2 separate regions of the Zea mays genome follow, and region 2 is linked to region 1. The links are chromatin contacts, called in public Hi-C maps. All regions are on one chromosome and are shown on one strand. Each heading gives the region's core, a stretch centred on a gene start, on an enhancer-like site or on the middle of the called end of the contact. The rest is flanking DNA. Distances are from core to core; before and after follow the strand shown. Region 1 holds the start of LOC103651782 (putative pentatricopeptide repeat-containing protein At5g59900). Region 2 holds the start of LOC100382529.

Evidence for each region. A called contact is a pair of places that touch in the nucleus more often than the background predicts.
Region 2: a contact with region 1 is called in a Hi-C map of ear, with 3 times the contacts expected there. The contact joins the promoter of LOC100382529 here to the promoter of LOC103651782 in region 1. A contact is called at or near these places in 7 of 25 Hi-C or Micro-C datasets (ear, leaf and tassel).

The regions. Positions count from the first base shown.
Region 1 is chr3:16,102,844-16,107,891 of Zm-B73-REFERENCE-NAM-5.0, reverse strand. It overlaps LOC103651782 (putative pentatricopeptide repeat-containing protein At5g59900), which reads left to right and starts at 2,456. Exons shown (of 7, transcript XM_035966155.1): 1 at 2,456-5,048. The coding sequence starts at 2,519.
Region 2 is chr3:16,308,575-16,313,622 of Zm-B73-REFERENCE-NAM-5.0, reverse strand. LOC100382529 reads right to left here and starts at 2,161. Exons shown (of 15, transcript NM_001175266.1): 1 at 1,701-2,161; 2 at 1-65. The coding sequence starts at 2,090. It overlaps LOC103651790 (protein FAR1-RELATED SEQUENCE 4-like), which reads left to right and starts at 2,838. Exons shown (of 7, transcript XM_020550723.1): 1 at 2,838-3,074; 2 at 3,615-4,111; 3 at 4,197-4,582; 4 at 4,729-5,048. The coding sequence starts at 2,838.

The DNA.
Region 1 (5,048 bases), core at 1,207-3,706:
TGTCATTTATCTTAGATGCATAAAGTTCAACATAAACCAACAAAGAAAATAAGTTGGGAACTCAACAAAGTTTGGAGCAAAGACAAGCATTGGTGCTGCTAGTGGCGCACCGGACACTGTCCGGTGCCCAGGGCAAGGCACCCACGAACTGGCCACTCTCGGGTTTATCAATAGTCACTCCGCTATAATTCACCGGACTGTCCGATGTGCACCAGACATTTCTGGTGAACCAATAGAGCAACAATCAACTGCGCTCAACGGTCGACTGCGATGTCAGATGAACAGTGTGCAAGTCAAAAGTCAGAGCAGCGAAGGCAGAACGCACCGGACTGTCTGGTGCCGCAAGAGGACAAAGGACTTCAACGGTCAACTGCTCCAAACCCCAACGATCTGCTGACGTGGCTCGCACCGAACAATGAGCAGTGCCATGTCCGGTGCACCACCGGACTGTCCGGTGTGCTCATCGATAGTAAAGTCAGCCAACGACTAGGAAGTGGTTGGAGGCTATAAATATCCCCAACCACCTCCATTCAAGCCATCCAAGTTTTCTGAACTCCACATTCAATACAAGAGCAAAGACATTCACTCCAAGACACATTCAAAAGATCAAATCCCCTCCTAGCCTCAAAAATCAACTCAAGTGCTTAATGACTTGAGAGAGGGTGTTTTGTGTTTCCTTTGTTGCTCTTGTTGCTTGGATTGCTTTCTCCTTCTCATTATAATTCTTTTAACTGCTTTGTAAAGCTAGCAAGAGACACCTAAGTGTGTGGGGATCCTTGCGGGGTCTTAGTGACCCAAGTGATTAAGAAGAAGAACTCGACCGGTCTATGTGACCGATTGAGAGAGGGAAAGGGTTGGAATAGATTGGTCTTTGTGGTCTCCTCAATGGGGACTAGGTTCTTTGGAACCGAACCTCGGTAAACAAATCACCGCGTTCATTTGTGTTGATTTCTACTCGATTTGTTTATCCCCTCTCTTCTCTCTCTAAAGTTCCCTTGCTCATGTCGATTTGAGTTTGCTCCCAAGGTTATCCGCATTGATTGAGCAACTCATAGCAAGAGGAACAATCTTCCGTACTCCGAATTTATTCCTAACCCTAACCCCGAGCATAGAGCGTGTTTAAAGTTTGTAAATTTCAGGTTTCGCCTATTCACCCCCTCTATGCGACTTTCATATTACATGCAAACAGGTTTGGCACCATGCCCAACTCACCCAAGTGACAAGCTAATCCGAAGGCCTTGTCGATGTGTCCTCTCTTTCGTAGCCCATCAAGCATAAACTAGCAACTAGCCTCTAATGGCACAAAGTGCAGACTATTCATGTCATAAGTCATTTCCAATACCATTTTTAGTTCATTAGTGTGACAAAACGCATAAACAAGAGTTCGGTACGTAACTTCATCAACGACATTCCTCTCCCCACCATATTGTTCTTCACCTCCACTGCCTCAAGAACACGATTGTTTCTGCAGAGACCATACATCAACACATTGTATGGCACAACACTGCCCTTAACACCCTCACTTTCCATCCTCGCCAACAATCTCCTTGCGCCATCCAAATTCCTTATCTCACAGTAGGCCCAAATTTCGGCCGTGTAAACATACTCGTCCAAGTGAATTTATATTGAAGCATTTCATCGAACAGGTCGCGAGCAAGAGCAAATTACCGGATCTTAATGAGAGCAAAAAGTATCTGCAAAGCGGTGTATTGCTTCATCGCAATGCCGGATGAGAGAGATAGGCGCAGGACGGTGGCAACTCGCGGGTGCGGCGAATCCAGAGGTACGAGGATGCAAGAAGCGTGGCGGCAGCGGTGGCGGCGCCAGGTCGGAAGGTGGCGAGTTTGTTAGCGTGTGAGAGATACGAAAACGAGGAGGACGCGAACGGGGTGGATGACGCGAGGGAGAGAAGTAGGGAGGCAGCGTGCGGAGAGGATGCCGAGGAGGAAGTGGACGAGGACAGGAAAGAGAGGGCGGGCGTAGAGAGAGACAGGAGAAATGAGGTGGGAAGGCAACATGAGGAGAAACCGACGTGAAAGGTTGGAAGGATGAGGAGAGAAGAGACGTGCGCGTGGGTGAGGCGTTGGCGGAGCTGCGGCTTGGCGAGGGCCAACGTCCAGGTGGACGACGCGATGTGGTGGAGGATGTCGACGAGGAGCTTCACCATACCGGAATCTGAGGTGGCTGGCGCGGCATTAGAGTGGCCCGCAGGGGCCGACGCGACGAAAGAGGCATCAGGAATAGCGTCGAGGATCGCTGAAGCTCGCGCCGGTCGCCGGGTAGGGACCTGTTTGGTGAGCAGTAGCTTTCTATCCACTTCGATTTAGGCCATCTGCAACCGTCTATCAATAGTTTACCCAAAATTACTGTTTTACACTGTTCATAAAGTGAAGTTTAAACACAAGTACTGCTGAAAATTGTACATCAGTAAAGATTGAAGGCGTCTTGACCTCTTCGACGAGTTCAGTTCAAAACTGCGCTGTGCGCTTCCGCTGCTTGCTATCTTCTCCGGTTCCCAATGTCTTCCCTCCTCCGCGCCTCGCCCTTGTCCCTCCTCTCCCGTCTAAAGCCAAGGCCATCCCCCGTGAACCTCCGCCGCCTCCTCCCGCTCTCCACCACCTCGGACTCTGTCCCCGCGCCCCAGCTCCGAACCCTAGAGTCCGCGGGGGCCACCAATACGGCTGCGACCCCGCCGGAGGAAGTGGCGGCGCCCGCCCCGGCTGGTGCGAAGGTAGAGAGGTTACAGCCGCTGCAGTGGCCGCCGAGGGATGCGCTGTGCAGCGAGCTCGGCGCTGGGGACGCTGGGCGCAGGGTAAAGCGATCCACTCCCGCCACCTCAGATTCCGGTATGGTGAAGCTCCTCGCCGACATCCTCCACCACACCGCGCCGTCCACCTGGACGTTCGCCCTCGCCGCGCCGCTGCTCCGCCAACGCCTCACCTCCGCGCACGTCTCTTCCCTCCTCATCCTCCCGGCCTCTCTCCGCCGGCCCGATCTTTCCCGTCGGTTTCTCCTCCTGTTGCCTTCCCACCTCGTCTCCCCGGTCTCCCTCTCTCTGCTTGCCCTCTCCTTCCTCTCCTCGTCCCCTTCGTCCTCGGCATCCTCCCCGCACGCTGACTCCCTGCTTCTCTCCCTCGCTTCATCCACCCCGTCCGCGTCCTCCTCATTTTCGTATCTCTCACACGCTAACACGCTCGCCATCTTCCGACCTGGCGCCGCCACCGCCGCCGCCACGCTTCTTGCCTCCTCGTACCTCCGGATCCGCCGCGCCCGCGACGCTGCCACCGTCCTGCGCCTATCTCTCTCGTCCGGCATTGCGATGAAGCAATACACCGCTTCACAGATACTTTTTGCTCTCATTAAGATTCGGCAATTTGCTCTTGCCCGCGACCTGTTCGATGAAATGCTTCAATATAAATTTCCCTTGGACGAGTATGTTTACACGGCCGGAATTCGGGCCTACTGTGAGATAAGGAATTTGGATGGCGCGAGGAGATTGTTGGCGAGGATGGAAAGTGAGGGTGTTAAGGGCAGTGCTGTGCCATACAATGTGTTGATGTATGGTCTCTGCAGAAACAATCGTGTTCTTGAGGCAGTGGAGGTGAAGAACAATATGGTGGGGAGAGGAATTGTCGCTGATGAAGTTACGTACCGAACTCTTGTTTACGGGCTTTGTCGGACTGATGAACTAAAAATGGCATTGGAAATGACTGATGACATGCTTAGTCTGTACTTTGTGCCATCAGAAGCCAGTTGCTCATTTATGCTTGATGGGCTACGAAAGAGAGGACACATCGACAAGGCCTTCAGGTTAGCTTGTCACTTGGGTGAGTTGGGCATGGTACCAAACCTGTTTGCATGTAATGCATTGATCGATAGACTGTGCAAGGATGGAAGATATAGGGAGGCAGAAAAGCTCTTCAGAGGGATGGCAGACAGAGGTCTAGATCCAAATGAGGTGACCTATGCTATACTGATACATTCCTTGTGCAAGAGGGGTATGATGGAAGATGCACTTTGCATGTTTGATAGGATGAGGGAGAAGGGAATCAGAATGACTGTTTATCCATACAACTCTTTAATTAATGGTTACTGCAAACACAACAATTTTCATCAGGCAAGAGGTCTTCTGAATGAGATGGTTGCGAAGGGATTGACACCAAGTCCAGCATCATATTCCCCTCTTATAGCTGGTTTATGTAGGAAAGGGGATCTGGCCAGTGCAATGGAGCTCCACAGGGAGATGACCAGGAATGCTGTTTCAGGGAATGTATATACATTTACAGCTCTTATCAGTGGTTTCTGCAAGGATGGAAATATGGATGAAGCAACTAGGTTGTTTCATAAAATGATGGAGAGTTCCCTAGTGCCAAATGAAGTGACTTTTAATGTTATGATAGAAGGGTATTGCCGTGTAGGCAATATTAGGAAGGCATTCCAGTTATATGATCAGATGCTAGATAGAGGCCTAACACCTGACAATTACACTTACAGGTCACTGATAAGTGTAGTTTGTTTGACGCTAGGTGCCATGAAAGCTAAGGAATTTGTTGCTGATCTAGAAAACAACTGTGCTGTGCTAAATAGTTTTAGCCTTACAGCACTTATGCATGGATTCTGCAAAGAAGGAAGGTTAACTGAAACGTACCAAGTTTGGGATGATATGAGAGCACGGGGAGTCAAGCTTGATCTTATCAGTTTTACTGTAATTGCATATGCAGCTCAGAAACTGCATGACAGGGAGAAAATAAGCATGTTATTTGGGGAAATGAAAGCAAAAGGTGTCAAGCCAGACAATGTGTTTCATACATGCATGATTCATGTGCACTCAAAGGAAGAAAATATAGTTCAAGCTTTAAACTGCTGGGATAAGATGATAGATGACGGATGCTCTCCAAATGTTATCACATATACAGTTTTAATTAATCATCTATGTAAGTCTGGATATTTGAGCAGCGCAGAGATCCTCTGTAAAGAAATGTTAGCTGGACACTTCCTTCCTAATAGCTATACTTATAATTGCTTTCTTGATTATCTGGCAAATGAAG
Region 2 (5,048 bases), core at 912-3,411, 210 kb before region 1:
ACTGACTCCACCCTCAGCTTGTTTACTATGTTGTAAACCTCTGGGTACTCTGGCAACACTGTCACCTACACTACACAGTATCATATAAAAACTCCAGCAATGATCTGATATAACAACATAAATATCAACAACCACAGCATGTACATAAATAGTCCTGTAAGAATTATTGTTATGACAGTCAATGCATAAGATTTTTACCATAAGCCAAGCATTCCATGAATCATATATGCCCGTAATAACAAAAGGTAAGCAGCTATAGAAGCACACATTTTCAGAGCAGAAGTCATTCAGACACAACTGTCAATCTGTCATGAAGCAACTACTGCTCAATTGCCCTTATGGCTTATGCTAGCTACAAGCAGTTGAGTCGCTTGGGCTGCAATCACTTATTTGGTGCAAGCGTGCAATCAAACCATCCAGAGCATCCAATTTATATCCATCGGTTTCATATGGAAATGGTTACATGTAAAATAGACACTAGGTTTCAGGTGGAAGGGTTTAAATACAAAATAACATTCACCATTAGATTTAGGGCAACGACTAATATGCAAACAGGTAATGGATATAAATTGGATGCTCTGGATGGTTTGATTGCACGCTTGCACCAAATAAGTGATTGCAGCCCAAGCGACTCAACTGCTTGTAGCTAGCATAAGCCATAAGGGCAATTGAGCAGTAGTTGGTCACCATCTGAGTTCGTTAACGCCTGAGAATCCATGGTCGTCACCGTCGTCCTAGGCTCCTAGCAGTCGGCGTAGTGTATGGCTGGTTATTTTAGGGTTTTATTTTTTTGCTAGTCTGCTAGTTGCTTTGTTGGGCTAGGACCTGGGGTTTGGTGCGCTGCCATGCTGGGCTTGGTGGCCGGCTTAGCCTCAACTCATTCATACAAACAGGACAGGTGTACACGTATGAAATACCCATAGGTAATCGGGTTCGGATTTTTGCTTCCCAAACCCATACCCGTTTACCCAATGGGTGGAGATTTTGTCCCATATCCATACCCATGGGGACAATTTTTGTCCCATACCCGTACCCTAATAGGGGAATTCCCCACGGGTTAGCGGGTATCGGGTCCCCATTGACATCTCTAGGTACTAGGTGCAAGCGTGTAAGCAGACTTTTTAGTCCATTAGATCTATATACAACAGTAAATACAATTGTGGTTTGTTAGGGGGTTTTTTATAAAGCTATATCAGATGGTGGTGGAAGGGTTTAAGTACTAAATATGACATACCGTTGGATCTAAATCTAACGGATCAAAATATATGCTTGCATGCTTACACCTAGTACCTGCTTGCATATTAGTCAACCCCTAGATCTAAATCGGATAAACCAGATTGTTTGCTTGCACGCTTGCACCAGTATAAGTGATTGCGTAGGATATTTTCCCGATGATGCTGGGGGCCAAGTGCAACGTTTAACAGTACACAAATAATTTAGCAATGAAACAATTGTTCCAGATAACACACATCAAGCAACGGAGGGTTTAGAGAGAATGTGAAATTAATATCGATTGCGGAGTTTGTCTTTACGGAAGCAGCAGCTACATCTATGTAGACACAACTAATCGATCACGAAACAATGTACTGTAGCATCTTGCAACCATTACAACCGTTATGGTCTACAGTCTACAGGCATACCGCCGGCAATACAGAAAGCTGATACTAATGCGGTCCTGACATGAGGACAAAACAACTCACCTGCACCATGCCGGAGCGGTCTCGAAGGGTGACGAAGGTGAGCCCGGCGTGCGCGCGGCGTAGCGCAACCCAGCCGCATAGCCTTACCCTGCGCCCAGCGTCCCCGGCGCCCAGCTCGCTGCACAGCGCATCCCTGGGCGGCCACTGCAGCGGCTGCAACCTCTCTACCTTCACACCAGCCGGGGCGGGCGCCGACACTTCCTCCGGCGGGGTCGCAGCCGCATCGGTGGCCGCCGCGGACACTAGGGTTCGGAACTGGGGCGCGGGGACAGAGGCCGAGGTGGAGGTGGTGGAGAGCGGGAGGAGGCGGCGGAGGTGCAAGGCGGATGGCCTGGGCTTTAGACGGGAGAGGAGGGACAAGGGCGAGGCGCGGAGGAGGGAGGAGGACATTGGGAACCGGAGAAGATAGCAAGCAGGGGAAGCGCACAGCGCAGTTTTGGACTGAACTAGACGAAGAGGCGAAGACGCCTTATCCACCCTCAGCACGAATCTTTACATTTTAGGGCTTTTCGGCTGCGTACAACGTTATTTCTATCTTACCTATTACCGAACCTATATTTTGGTTCCCGAGTATATTTTGATGGAATAGTTCTGTTCCAGATTCTGAGTATAGAATAACTATATTCTGTGTTTGACAATTAGAATAGAGTCGATTTGTTTTTTTGTTTGGTTTTAAAGTAAAGTAGAACGAATCGACTATATCCTACATTTGCCATATTCATAAACCATATTATACATGTATATATTAAATATAACCATATATATTACGTGACACCGTGCGGCCTAGTTATATATATATATATATATATATATATATATATATATATATATATATATATATATATATATATATATATATATATATATATATATATATATATATATATATATATATATACGACAGTACTAAAATGTACCTGGGTGCATTCTCTATATTGAATGCACCCAGGCGTAATATATAAATACGACCCCATCAAGCCTCATCGCGCCCTCGGCCTTCCCGCGCCTCCCTGCCCCCCGCCGCCGCCGCGCGCCTCCCTGACCACGCGCCACCCTATACCCCGCAGCCACCGATCGCATCCCTGTCACCGCGTCGCCGCCGTCTCCTCCTTCCTCCGATCCTCTAACCCTAGATCCATGGCCCCACCGTCGCTGCTGCACCTTGAATCGCCTCGATGCTCCTCCCCTAATTCCTTGGCGATTGTTGTGGCTGGAGGTGCTGATCTGATATTGCCGTCTCCGATTGCGACAACGGGAGCGGGTGTACGCGGCGGATCAGGTGATCCCTTGCATCACAAAACGTTGCTGACGCCACCGCCTTCAATTCCACCTGGATCGCTGATCACTCCGGATGCAGCCCAGCTGTTCCATCCGGTAAGAAAAAAAACAGTCAAAAATTGTTGCTCCACCGTGCGTGGTTTGTTGATTTTCTGTTGCATCGTTTGTTGCAAACTTGAGTCTCTGTTTTTACTCATTGATTACAGTTGCATGGGGTGTTTGTGTTCCAGTTGCAACGTGGTTTGCTTGTTGATTGCAACTATGTGTATACTCTAATTGCAAACTTGAGTCTCTGTTTTTACTCATTGATTACAGTTGCATGGTGTATTTGTGTTCCAGTTGCAACGTTGTTTGCTTGTTAATTGTAACTAGGTGTATACTCTAATTGCAAACTTGAGTCTCTGTTTTTACTCATTGATTACAGTTGTAATCATTGTTTGTGCTCCAGTTGCAACGTTTGTTGCTTGTTGATTGCAACTAGGTGTATCCTCTAATTGCAAACTTGAGTCTCTGTTTTTACTCACTGATTACATTTGCATGGTGTGTTTGTGTTCCAGTTGCAACGTTGTTTGCTTGTTGATTGCAACTATGTGTATCCTCTAATTGCAAAACTCATGATTGTGTGTTGTCCTGCAGGATGCAAACATACTTGATGTGTTTGTCCCCAGGGTGCAGCAAACATTTGATACAAAAGAAGAAGCCTACCTCTTTTACCTTGACTATGCAAAGTTGGCTGGTTTTAGTGTCAGGACAAAAAGGACTAGTAAAGAAACCACACACTGGGTTTACAACCGAGAGGGGTTTCTGAAGCCAGGTCAAGAGAATGAGGAGCCTATGACAAATAAGACATCGATGAGAATTGGTTGCCCTGCTTATGTGAAGGTGAAGGAGGACAAGAAGCGCAATATTTGGTATTTTCATCATGTTCAGGAAGCACACAATCACAAACTTGAACCCTCACCAAGGATGGTGAGATATATGCATTCTCATAAGCAGAGGGAGGCAGCGTTGGATGACCTGTTTGCAATCATGTCAAAGAGTGGTGTGCCAACACAGGCAGCAATGAATGTAATGTCAGAATTATTTGGAGGCCGTCAAAACTGGCCGTTCACAGAGAAAGATGTCCATAACAAGTAGGTCATAAAAAAAACTGACATCATATCTTTGTGCGATATATTGACAACAGCATCTTCATTTGTTTTTTCTTTTATGGTACAGGAAAGCTGAGCAAGCAAGGGAGGAGAGGGATGGTGACATGGATAAACTGTTCCAATTTTTTAGGGAGTGCAAAGAACACAATGAATACTTTTACTGGGATGTGGATTTTGAACCAAAAACAAATGTGCTTCGGAGCATTTTTTGGTGTCATGCAAGTCAGCGTGCAGAATACAAGGATTTTGGGGATGTAGTCACATTTGACACAACACACAAGACTAACAACAAGCATATGCCGTTGGCCATGTTTGTGGGTTGCAGCAATAATTTGAAAAATGTGTCCTTTGGCCAAGCACTTCTTCGGGATGAAACAATAGACACATTCAGATGGCTTTTTGAGACCTTTAAAAGTTGCATGGGTGGTCAGCAACCTTTTGTGATTCTTACAGGTATGCTTTGGCTACAAAAAAATGCTTGTCACATAATTACTGCTGTGTTGTTGCAACTGTATCTTTGAAGATGATTGCAATATTTTAAACTGCTTGATTGCAAACCTATTGGGGTTTTTTTGCTGATTTTTATTTTTGACAAAAAGATGAAGATGCAGCGATGAAGGAAGCAATAAGGATTGTGTTTAACAAGACACAACACCGAAATTGCCGATGGCACATAACCAGAACATGGGATTACGAACTCGAGGAGCTGTACAAATTGCACAATGATAATAATCTAAAGGAGAAACTGCAGTCCCTGATAAACTATCCTCTGGGACCCACACAATTTGAGGTGGAGTGGAATAAACTGGTGGATGAATGTGGCATAAGAGAACACCCTGCAATTGTTGCATTGTGGCAAAAAAGGAAGAGATGGATAGCAACATATTTCAAAGGCATGTACTGTGGGCGAATGACTTCC